Linked DNA regions of Oryctolagus cuniculus: region 2 is linked to region 1. The links are chromatin contacts, called in public Micro-C maps. All regions are on one chromosome and are shown on one strand. The core of a region is the stretch at or near the end of the contact, and the rest is flanking DNA. Distances in the headings are between cores, read along the strand shown.

Region 1 (5,832 bases), core at 1,117-3,616:
TCCTATTAACAACTCACATATATCTGTAACCATGCATTTAACAAGTGTATGCATTTAATAAATTGTAGCCATGTACTCTAATAGGGACAAAGCTCTCATTTAATCATCGCAACTCCTGCCAGGAGATCAAGAAATAAGGCTGAGAGATGTACTACAATTTACCAAAGGTTGCAGAGCTGGCAGGGAGGAATCCTGGATCATCTGAGTCCTAAAGCCAAGACTCCAAGATCCAAATTCTTGCACTCTTTCTAATCTCAACCTTTCCCAACTTTTTGCCTATCTTTATGCAGGCCCGCAGAAACACAGAACCGAAAGGGTTTCTTGTCATTTCACGCAGAATGCACTTCCCATTCAGACTTGCAGATTGCCTCATGTCACAGCCAAGCACAAAAGGCATCCAGACTTTCTTAACTCTAAACTCAAGTTAAAAGGGAAGACATTTGGCACAGCCATTAAGTCACAGCTTGGGACGCCCATATCCTATATCAGAGTGCCTTGTCTGAATCTCAGCCATTCCACTTTTGATCCAGCTTCTTGCTAATGTGTATCCTGGGAGGCAGCTGATTGATGGCTCAAGTAATCGGGTCCCTGGTACCCACTTGAAAGACCTGAATGAAGTTCCTGATTCCTGGCTTTACCCTGGACCCCTTGGTTGCAGGCATTTGGGGAGTGAACCAGCAGAGGGGAGATCTCTGTCTCTACCTTTCAAATACAATTAAAATTTTAAAAAATTTAAACTTAGTTACAGAACACAGAGACTAATTCCCCCCACACATTTTAAGTCCTGACATATTTCTACAACTTTCTTGAAAAACACAGGCTATATAAGTTATCTTATAGGGAACAGGGACTGACAAAAATTACTAATGAAAGCACTACAAAGTCAACTTTAAGCTAATCTCGAGTTGACAGACTGGTGTTTTAGACTGGATAAATATTCTACAATACCTAATAGGTAAAGATATGAAAATGTGTATTTAGGGACTGCTTGTGAGGCAAAGAATGCCTGTCACCACAGACTAGGGGCCAGAGTTGTGATTCAATAATTTGAATGTGGAGGAAAACCAAGAGAATTTATATGGGAGCAGGAGTTGTTTAAGTGATGGTTGTAGCCAATTACAGATGAGCCTGAATCAAGAGAATTATTGATAATGGTAGGAGAAATTTTAAATAGCACTGGGAAATGGAGCCCCCACTGGGAAAGTGTGAATCAAAGACCGGATAGGTCCTAGGTAGTAGAAGATCCGAACGGGAGTAGGCTGGGTTGCCCGGGCTCTGTGGGGCTGGAGTCCTGGCGGTTGGGCCTGGGACGGCGAACCTCCCTCCTCTTCCCCTGGCTCTTACCTTCTGCTCGAAGTAGAGAATTGAGTAGTTGTTGGCTAGAGCAGGGCGGGACGTGGGATTGGTTGGCAAATGTAGGCTGCCAAGAGTCCTTAGGGCTGGCCGGAGGATTACGGCGGCTCCAGGCGCCAGAAGAGCCAAGAGCAGCAGCAAGAGGGCTCCGCGGCCCATGGCTCAGGCTGCCGGCTGCAGTGTGAAAGGGCGACACGCAGAACCGCGCCGTCCCAGCCCGGCACAGCCCACAGCTCCGCCTACTGCATACCGGCTCCTCCCCCGGCAGACCCAAAGCCAGCCAGCCCCTCAACCACGCCGCCCCCTGTGTCCTAGGGCGCTGCTTCCACTCCACTTCCCTCACGAGCCATCCCTTCACCTGAGCGCACCTTCATTGCGGTCACACCCCGAGTCTGCCCTGGCCGTATCCCATCTTTGTCTATAGCGCCGGGCAAGTTAAAACCCAAGTTACAGAACATCACTTTACACCCCTACCTTTACTCTCACCCCCGAACCCTACCCTGGGCACTGCAAGTCCGTTGCGGTACCACCCTGCCCTCGGCAAATCCCTCATGGTAATAATAGCTACTATGACAACATTGACTGTTCACTACATGCCCGTCCAAAAGTAAACATGACAGCGCGCATACCATGTCACCGAATTCAACCATCTGCGCTTCCTGCACGATCGTTCTGTCATTCACAGACAAGGAAACTGGGTCTCAGGGAGGTGTAGGGACTTGTACTGGGTCACTCAGAGAGCGGACAGGGGAGCGGGGCTTGGCAGCCCCCTCCGTCCGGCTCCAAAGGTCGCGCGCCTCGCAGCTAACCTCCATTCTGTCGCCTCCCGTGGTACCGGTGTTCTGGTGCACCAACCCCTCCCAGCTGCCCGCTCAACCCGCCCCTTAGGAAGGTCGCTCAGAGCCCACTTGGCCCGAATCCCGCCCAGTTTGCGACTCTTCTTCCTGGTGACGCCTCCTTTCTGTTCCCGGAACCTGCTAACTCACTCGAGGGCCCAGCTCTCTCCCTGTCACTGCCACTCCTTTCGTCCCTCCGCCCCCCGTCCTGCCACCCGCCTCAGACAGCGCCGCCCTCAGTCCTCCCGACTCAGCCAACTCTATTCTCTTCCAGTCAACCCGCCGGACAGCCCCCAAGGCAGTGCCACCCGCTGCCACGCCTCCCCGGGACCTCCTCGCCCAGCTGCCTCCGCTCTGCCTCCAAGTCGGCTTTACGTAGTAGTACTGCTCCATCAGGCGGGAAAGAAATCCCCTCAAACATGCCTCCACCCTAGTTTCACACGAAAAGTTATTTCACTATGCTCGCGGAATTTGGCGGCTTAGCGCCCCTCCTTGCGGCGCCTCTCGTGATTGGCTCTCAGGAACCACGGCCCGAACGTCACTTCCGGCGGAAGGGAGCGCGGGAGATTTGATTGGAGGGCGCCCGGGGAGCTGTGGATTCCGGTAGTTCGCGGAGCGTTGCCTGGGCTGGTCCCCCAGTCCTGTGCCTCAGGTGAGGAGCTGGGAAGGAGGTTTTTGGGGAGAACAATGGCCAGGGATTGCTACCGAGGCCCTCTACGTTGTTGTGAGTGAAACTCTGAGCCCTGCATTTTGTTTGCTTCAGGACTTCATTTCTCTGTAAAGGAGCGGACGTGCGTGTGGAGGAGTTAAAAGGTCCATCATTTTATTTTACACTCAGTGCTTTTAAGGTCACTCCGCGAACGTTTGCAAACCATTTACCGTGTTGTGCCGTGGAGCTAGTGACGGGGGGGGGGGGGGGGGGGGGTTCTAGAACCGGAAATAGGAAAGGGGACGACTCTCGCTTACGTTTTCAGCTGCCTACTGTGCAGGGTAGTACGTACTGAAAAGGGGTCTTTCCCAAACTGCTTTGATGGTCCACAGGGATTATAGTAATGCTTAACCTACCCATATGCTCAAACTAAAAACTGGAAAGTTTCCTAGATCCTTCCTCTTCTCACATCCAAGCAAGCATACCAGTCCCTTGAATAGCTCAGCTCCGTTTATTTGTCTCCGCTTTCACTGACATTACTTTGGATCAACCCTATAACTGCTATGTAACTGTGAAAGAGACTCCCAGCTGGTTTTCCTGCTTTCAGTGTTGCTGCTTTCCAATCCAGACTCCACACTGCCAGACTGAGAAAATGCAGGGTTTTTTGTTTGGTTGTTTTTTTTTTTTTTTTAGAGATTTATTTTATATATTTATTTGAAAGGCAGAATTAGAGAGAGGTAGAGACAGAGAGATCTTCCATCCGCTGGTTCACTCCCCAAATGGCCACAAGGGCCAGACGGGAGCCAGGAGCCTCCTCCAGATCTCCCACATAGGTGCAGTGGGCCCAAGCACGTGGGTCATCCTCAGCTGCTTTCTCAGGTGACTCAGCAGGGAGCTGGATCAGAAGTGGAGCAGCCAGAATTCAAAGGGCACGCATATGGGATGCTGGTGTCACAGACAGTGGCTTTGCCACAGTGCTGGCCCCAAAAGTACAGATTTTACCTGGCCACTCTCCCTACTTTTCAATCCTGTGGCTGGTGCTGTGGCACAGCAGGTTAATGCCCTGGCCTGAAGCGGGGCATCTCATATGGGCACTGGTTCAAGACCCAGCTGCTCCACTTCTATCCAGCTCTCTGCTATGACCTGGGAAAGCAGTGGAAGATGGCCCAAATCCTTGGGCCCCTGCACCCACGTGGGAGACCTGGAAGAAGCTCCTGGCTCCCTGCTTTAGATAGAAGCAGCTCCGGCTGTTGTTGCCATCTTGGAAGTGAACTGGCAGATGAAAGGCCTCTCTCTCTCTCTGCCTCTCCTTCTCTCTCTGTGTAACTCTGAATTTCAAATAAATAAATAAATAAATCTTTTAAAAAAAAAAAAACTTTTCAATCCTATTTGTCCTCCTGTTAATACAAACTCCTTAACCTGGCTCCTTATTGGGCCTTTGCCTGTCTCTCCATCTCCAGTGTTTTTCTACCACTCAGCCCTAGTTTTCAACCATAAAAAATGTCTTTTCCTCTCACCCTCAAACCTTTTCTAACCACATCCCCAACCCAGATTTTTCCCCTGTACTGTATAGGTCTCAGTTTGCATGACCTTTTTTAAGTGAGGCAGCCTTTCTTGCCCCCAAGACTGGATAACAGAGCACCCAGTAATTATTCATTCTGCAGATATTCCTCTATGCCAAATCATTGCATTACAATGGTGAATAAGATAGATTTCTGACCTAATGGAAGTTTCCTTTTATGGATTGATTTAAGAAGGATAATAACAGGGTCACTACAGGATTTAGATTGGTCTGAGAAGTCTTTTTTTTTTTTTTTTTTTTTTTTTGACAGGCAGAGTGGACAGTGAGAGAGAGAGAAAGGTCTTCCTTTTGCCGTTGGTTCACCCTCCAATGGCCGCTGCAGCCGGTGCACCGCGCTGATCCGATGCAGGAGCCAGGAGCCAGGTGCTTTTCCTGGTCTCCCATGGGGTGCAGGGCCCAAGCACCTGGGCCATCCTCCACTGCACTCCCTGGCCACAGCAGAGAGCTGGCCTGGAAGAGGGGCAACCAGGACAGAATCCGGCACCCCAACTGGGACTAGAACCCGGTGTGCCGGCGCCGCAAGGTGGAGGATTAGCCTAGTGAGCCGCGGCGCCGGCCCTGAGAAGTCTTTTAAGAATGATAGGGCCATGCCAAAGAGGAAAAGGAAGAACATTCTGAATACTGAATAGGACATACAAAAGCCCGGGAAAGAAAAGAGCTTGGCATCCTAGTGTTCAAGAACCTAAGACCAGCATTCTTGAAACATATTCACAAAAGACGATGGTGTCTTGAGATGAGTCTGGAGAGCCAAGCAGGAACCAGATCATGCAGTTAAGAGGCAATGCAACAGCAGAAGTAGGGGAGTTTGGATTAAGGTGACGGCAGACTATATGGGGAATATTCATTTATGATACAGAAAGAGAATTAAGTACTTAATGATGGATGTGATGTGACAAAGAGACAAAGAGATAAAGATGACTATTAGGTATCTGGCTTGAGTGGTTAGAAAGTAGTACCATTTACTTATGGAGAAAGTTGTAGGGAAAGTAGTTTGAGCAGAAACTAAGAATTCAGATTTTATTGTTAGTCAAACCTTGAGATGTCTATGAGACATCCAAGTACAATTGGTGCTCAGGTAAGCAGTTGAGATATGGAAACCTGGAGCTTGTGTATGTTGTTTGTACCTTTGTATCTCTTCACAGATAGTTATACATTGTCTGAATCAATGGATTATAAATTCTTTGAACACAAAAACCTGTTTTTCTGTTTCTGTAACCCTGTCCCTGTCTCCATCCTTGTCATAAATGTCTCATAAATAGTGGAAGTCAATGGACAAACTGTTCTATGCAATAACACTTTTCTGGTTTATGTTTTAAAAGTATTGTTCACCAATATTTCTCCTTTCACTAAAGGTTTTCTCTCTCTTGCTTATAAGGAGTCTTAGCATTCATGGAAACTATGAAAAAACTAGG
Region 2 (5,832 bases), core at 2,147-4,646, 330 kb after region 1:
TTTTATTAATAGCCCACCACAGGTCATGATTCAAACGTAATCATTACATAAAATCAAAGATGGCATAGAAGGTAAAACCACCGCCTGCAGTGCTGGCATCCCATATGGGCACCAGTTCTAGTCCTGGCTGCTCCACTTCCAATCCAGCTCTCTGCTATGGCCTGGAAAAGCAGTAGAAGACAGCCCAAGTTCTTGGGCCCCTGTACCCACGTGGGAGACCCAGAAGAAGCTCCTGGCTCCTGGTTTTGGATTGGCTCAGCTCTGGCGGTTACAGCCAATTGGGGAATAAACAGTGATGGAAAATCTCTCTCTCTCTCTCTGCCTCTCTCTCTCTGTGTAACTCTGACCTTCAAATAAATAAATAAATCTTAAAAAAAAAAATCAAAGATTTGGCAAAATTCTATTCTCTGTTTACAGAATCTTGTGGGACTAGCATTGTGGTGTAGTAGGTAAAGCCCTACCTATAATGCTGGCATCAAATAGGGGTGCCAGTTCGTGTTCTGGCTGCTCCACTTCTGATCCAGCTCCCTGCTAATGGCCTGGGAAAAGCGCAGACCGTCATGAAGCTCCTGGCTCCAGTTTAGCTCAGCCCTGGCTGTTGCAGCCACTTGGGGAGTAAACCAAGAGATGGAAGAGCTCTCTAACTCTGACTTACAAATAAATCTTTTTAAAAAAATGAATCCTGTGACTATTCTAACTCTTCAGTCTCTAGATAGTGACTTTATGAAAGGTTCTTTTTTGGTGTGGTGCTTTTATAGAGAAAAACAGAGATACAACTGAATTTTGAAGGCAGGTAGGTGGACAGAAATGTAGTTATGAAAAAGATTGTTTAATAAAATTGTCAGAACAAAGAAAAATGAATTACCTGTTGAGCTTGAGTGACCATCTCCTTATAGATAGTATCCAGGCTGACATTTGATAAAGTGGTTAATGCTGATACAATTGTTTCTGCTTGTGCTTTGTCAAATCCTGTAAGCAGAAAACTAGTATTTGCATTGTTTTAAAAGCAGATATTTTGATCAGAATAGACAGAATAACTACTGAACATTTAAACTGTTTTAACTTTTAAAAAAATGTTTACAATTAAACACTTGACAAATAGTGCTAAATTATTCCCCAAAAGCATTCAAGAATTTAAATTCTCACTGATATATATCTTCCATCTATATTAACTATGGATATCACTAGGTTTGAGTGTGTAATTGGCATTAAAAATAGTACTGTACTGCTATTTTACTTTGTATTAAGTTTTCATTTCCTTGTTTGTAGTGAGATTAAGCATTTTTACATGTACTTGTGGTTATTTAATTTTCTGTGTGCTGCTTATTGATAACCTTTGTCCATTTTTCTATAAAATTGATGAATTTCTTGTTGATTCCTAAGAACTCTTTTACATTTAGTTTTCAATAGAGGATCTATTATATTTTTTTCCACAACTAGTCATTTCTCATGTATCTCACTTATAGTGCCTCCTTTATCACATGCTAAATTTACATGTCTCATTCTCATATTAATTAACTTTCTCTGCCCTATCACACATTTTAGTGCATTTGTTCTTTGACTTTTAAAAATTATTCCTGTATATTTTCACTTCTAGATTTTTCCTTTCTTATTTAAGTGGAATTATTCTGCAGTTTTATAAAATTATTTTTTAACATATTGAGCATTCCTTATAGCAGTAAATATTCTTCAAACACTATTGTTTTTCATGATTGTACATTATGTATGGGTTGTATTTCTATTTAAATAGCTACTCTTAACTGTTCATAATAATGACAGTGTCTTTAGGTAAATTACTAGATTAGTACTTTTAATTTTCTTCTTTCAAAAGGTACCAATGTTTCTTACCATTAGTTTCCAAGTCCTGAACCAATGCATGGGTATCAAAAGTTAACTTCCTTTGTTCTAAAGGAGTTATGTCCACTGGCCGCCTGTCATAGCCTTCCTTGTTTGTGGTGGTCAAGAAACCTGAAGACAAGACAGTGTTGTTTTATGGCTAATAACCGACAGAGGTATCAGTTTAGCTTCTAAAGCATTCATTCACCTTATCTATAACATAGTTCCAGGTCTTCTAATTAGGAATTCTATAACCTCAGGCAACTTAACGCATCTGCATCCTTCTTTTATCTGAAAAGTCTGCTATTACCCTGTACACAGTAAACATTCAACAAATACTAACTGTAGGGAGGAATACTTAAGGTTTCTCCAAGAACACTCAATTTTGTGTATACTGAACATCTACACATGAACCAAAGTCCTTGTCAATGACTCAGGCAGCCAACCAGCAACCCTATGGAGGGCCAACAACTGCGGTCTCGACCCGCTGTTCGTAAAATCAAACAACGGGCAAAACAACACAAATTGTCTCAAAAACAAAGCCAGAAGCTCTTCAAGACACACTGCTAACAGGGAAGCCGACTGGCCCGACACCATAGATTCCAGCACTGTTTTTTCTCCCCCTTTTCCTTCTTAAACGGCTATTACGTGATTACAAGGTGCTGGGAATTACAGCGATAATAAAGCTGACCTGACCGGAAATGCATGATGCGGTCTACAAAAAAACGGCTTGGGGCCACCACGCAAGTAACAGTCTAAATTTCAACAGGCCGCAAAAAAACCTGGGCGCTTCCAAAGAGACACTCGGCCTCAGGTGACACAGAAAAGGGATTCGGCCAAGAGAGGAGCCCAGAACCTCCGGGGATAGCGCTCCGAAGAGGAAGGCGGCTTCTTCCTGGTCCCCGCCCCACGGGTCCATCCAGGGAGGCTGGGGAGAAGGCGTGGCGCCTCCGCCTCCCGCCCGCCCGAGCAGGACTGTCTCCCCACGGAGCCCGCGGGCAGCGTGGCACGGCGCCTTGTCTCACCTCGCCGGAAGAGCGGCGAGAAACGGCTGTGGGGGGCTGACAACCAATCGCCCACGCTGCTTTTCGAGCGCAGAAGTCGCCAAACCCAGGCACTCCTCATGTCCCCGCAGTTTTCCGGTGAGGGAGGCGGCGGAAGACGGCCTGAATTTCGCACAGGCTTTCGGGCAAGGTAGTTCTGGTACAATACGAATGCTGGGAAATGTAGTTCTCAGCCTGTCACAGGCACGCTGCCCCGCCCGTCCGCGCAGGCGCGCATCGCGGTGCCGCGAAGCTGGGCCTCTTCACGGGTGGACCCACTGTTAACGAGCATGATTTAGAGCTGCTCCACTTCTCCCACCGCCCTTCCCGACCTGTGCACGCCGTTACCGCGCTAAGAAAGTGGGATCCTATCGGAGAACCTTTCCGGTGCCCGTTTCCTGAAAGGTACACGAAGAGCCTCCAAATCGGCCCGAGACAGGCTATTCTACGGAGCGGTGGTTATGTCTATCCGCACCGCTACCTGGGCTCTGAAGGCCTCTATCGCTGAGCATTCTGGGAGGCCGCGTACTCGGAACCCACGAAACCTGGCAATTGTGGGCCAGTGAGCGGTTCACTCTTGCTAGTTCGCCCCCTGGCGCACAGGAGGACCAACTGAATTTAGTGGCTTTGATGCCTCTGGGGAAATGGTTCCTCTGGCTCCTCCAGTGGACATAAGTTTTCACCGTTTATCTTCTGAAGATGCTGCGTAGTTGTGCTGCTCAAAAGCACTCATGTACATGAGTGTTCTTCATGAATCCTGAAGCCACACACAACCGTTAGCCGTTTAGTGGCTTATTTATTCTCACCAGGCTCTAAACGGTGAAACACTAAGTTTCCTACTTGTGTATATTCAAAATATTATGAATCAGCTAAATAATAAGTGTCGTTGTAAGCACTGAGGCACATTTAAAAGGAGAAAGAACTTTATTCCTTCCAGCAAGGGCTTTAACACATAATTCATGGGGATGAAACAGAAACAGCTATTTTTAAAATTGGGACCAGAAAAATTTTGAAAGTTTAATCTCATCAGGAGAAAATAAAAAGCAAAACATAAGACTACCCCATTTTTACTTATAAAGATTTTTTAAAAATTAATTCTTAATGCTAGCAAATATGCAATTAGGTGTATAACATTGCTGGTAGAAGCGTAAATTATTACAACATATTATTAGGAAAGCAATTCAATAATACATATGAAACTAAAAAGTGAGTAGCTAGTTTCACTTCTAAGAACCTAGCCTAAGAAAAGAATCACATCTGTAGCCAAGATATTTTACAATGATGGCTTCCTTTGTGATGTTTGAAAATATTGTAAATATTCAGAAGTGATTCAAGGGACCAGTGTTGTCACACGGTGGGTTAAGCTGTTGTCTGTAGCACTGGCATCCCATATGGGCATCGATTCAAGTCCCAGTTGCTCCACTTCTGATCCAGCTTCCTGTTAATGCACCTGGGAAAGCAGTGGAGGATGACCCAAGTGTTTGGACCCCAGTACTCACATGGGAGACCCGGAAGAAGCTCCTGGCTGCTGGTTTCAGTCTGTCCCAGCCCTGGCCACTGCAGCCATCTGAGGGAGGAGTGAACCAGCCAGGATATAAAATATCTCTCCTCTCTCTTTTTAACTCAGATTTTCAAATGGATAGATAAATCTTAAAGAAGTGATTCAATGAGTCACAGAAATGCTCCACATTGCAATTTGATGCAATCGTTAAAATATTTTTTTACGGGGCCAGCGCTGTGGTGCAGCGGGTTAAAGCCCTGGCCTGAAGCGCCAGCAGCCCATATGGGCGCCGGTTCTAGTCCTGGCTGCTCCTCTTCTGATCCAGCTCTCTGCTATGGCCTGGGATAGCAGTAGAGGATGGCCCAAGTCCTTGGGCCTCTGCACCCGCGTGGGAGACCTGGAAGAAACTCCTGGCTCCTGGCTTCGGATCGATGCAGTTCCAGCTGTTGTGGCCATCTGGGGAGTGAACCAGTGGATGGAAGACCTCTCTCTCTGTCTCTACCTCTCTCTGTAATTCTTTAAAATAAATAAAATAAATCTTTTAAAAATATTTTTAAAACAATATATTAGGGACAGGAAAATTCATATACTGGTATAATGCTTCTCAACTTAGGGTTCTATTCCAATAAGCCCATCGTAAAATGAAAATAAATCTAAAATGCATTTGATGCGGACATGAGTAACAATTTTATGACTTTACGATGGTATGAGAGGGCTATGCAATAAGTAAAAATTATTTTGTGAATTACAAATTTTGACTTTTCCCTGTTCTAGCCGCATGTGGTGTGACAACCTTTGTGATGCTGGTAGTGGCAAGGAGCTGCAACTTGCACTTAGAAACTGATAGCCCTGTTGCTAAAGCATCCCCATCATCCACTGGCCGATTTCAGCTCAATGCTTCTGTAACCAAGGGGAGAGAATTGGACAGGAGGGGGGCATGAGAACAGCGATAGAGAATCTGAAATAGTTTATGGGCTTGAGCCTATTTTTCAGAGGATGCTGCAGGAAAGCTTATCTTCCAACACTGTAACCCCCCCCCGGGGGGGGCACAATACCAAGGACAAGGGAAGCTCCGAGAAAACATTCAGAATGGGAACTGTAAACATGCAATGTGTAAAGACATGGTGCCTGAGCAACAAGGGCCCCGCTGAACTCTTTTTTTCTGCTTCCTGGCGCTCCCTTAACTCTGGTTACAATAACTGACAACTTCCCAGGGAGTCAGTTTCTTTAGCAGGGTGGTCTGGCTCTGCCAAGCTAACTGCAGGCGGGACTCCAAATTCAATAAATCTGTAGCAGGCTAATTTTTTAAGTTAATAATTCTGTATGGGCCACAAATTATGTTATAACTATCCAAATGGCCCTTGGCAACAAAAAAGGTACCCCTCCCTTGCTTTAGAGAATTATACCTTTCCATGGTGTCCTTTACCAGTTGCAAGTAAATAAAGCTTTTCT

The links. Hi-C and Micro-C count contacts between places; a contact is called where the count stands out from the background.
Region 2: a Micro-C map of ear pinna shows a contact between it and region 1, with 6 times the contacts expected there. The contact joins the promoter of CCDC90B here to the promoter of DDIAS in region 1. A contact is called at or near these places in 2 of 6 Hi-C or Micro-C datasets (ear pinna and an unstated tissue).

What each region holds. Positions count from the first base shown.
Region 1 is chr1:73,952,066-73,957,897 of mOryCun1.1, forward strand. DDIAS (DNA damage induced apoptosis suppressor) reads left to right here and starts at 2,367. Exons shown (of 5, transcript XM_008263336.4): 1 at 2,367-2,841. It overlaps PRCP (prolylcarboxypeptidase), which reads right to left and starts at 2,311. Exons shown (of 9, transcript XM_017344368.3): 1 at 1,983-2,311. The coding sequence starts at 2,003.
Region 2 is chr1:74,283,630-74,289,461 of mOryCun1.1, forward strand. CCDC90B (coiled-coil domain containing 90B) reads right to left here and starts at 3,397. Exons shown (of 9, transcript XM_002708472.5): 1 at 2,862-3,397; 2 at 1,849-1,968; 3 at 866-969. The coding sequence starts at 2,961.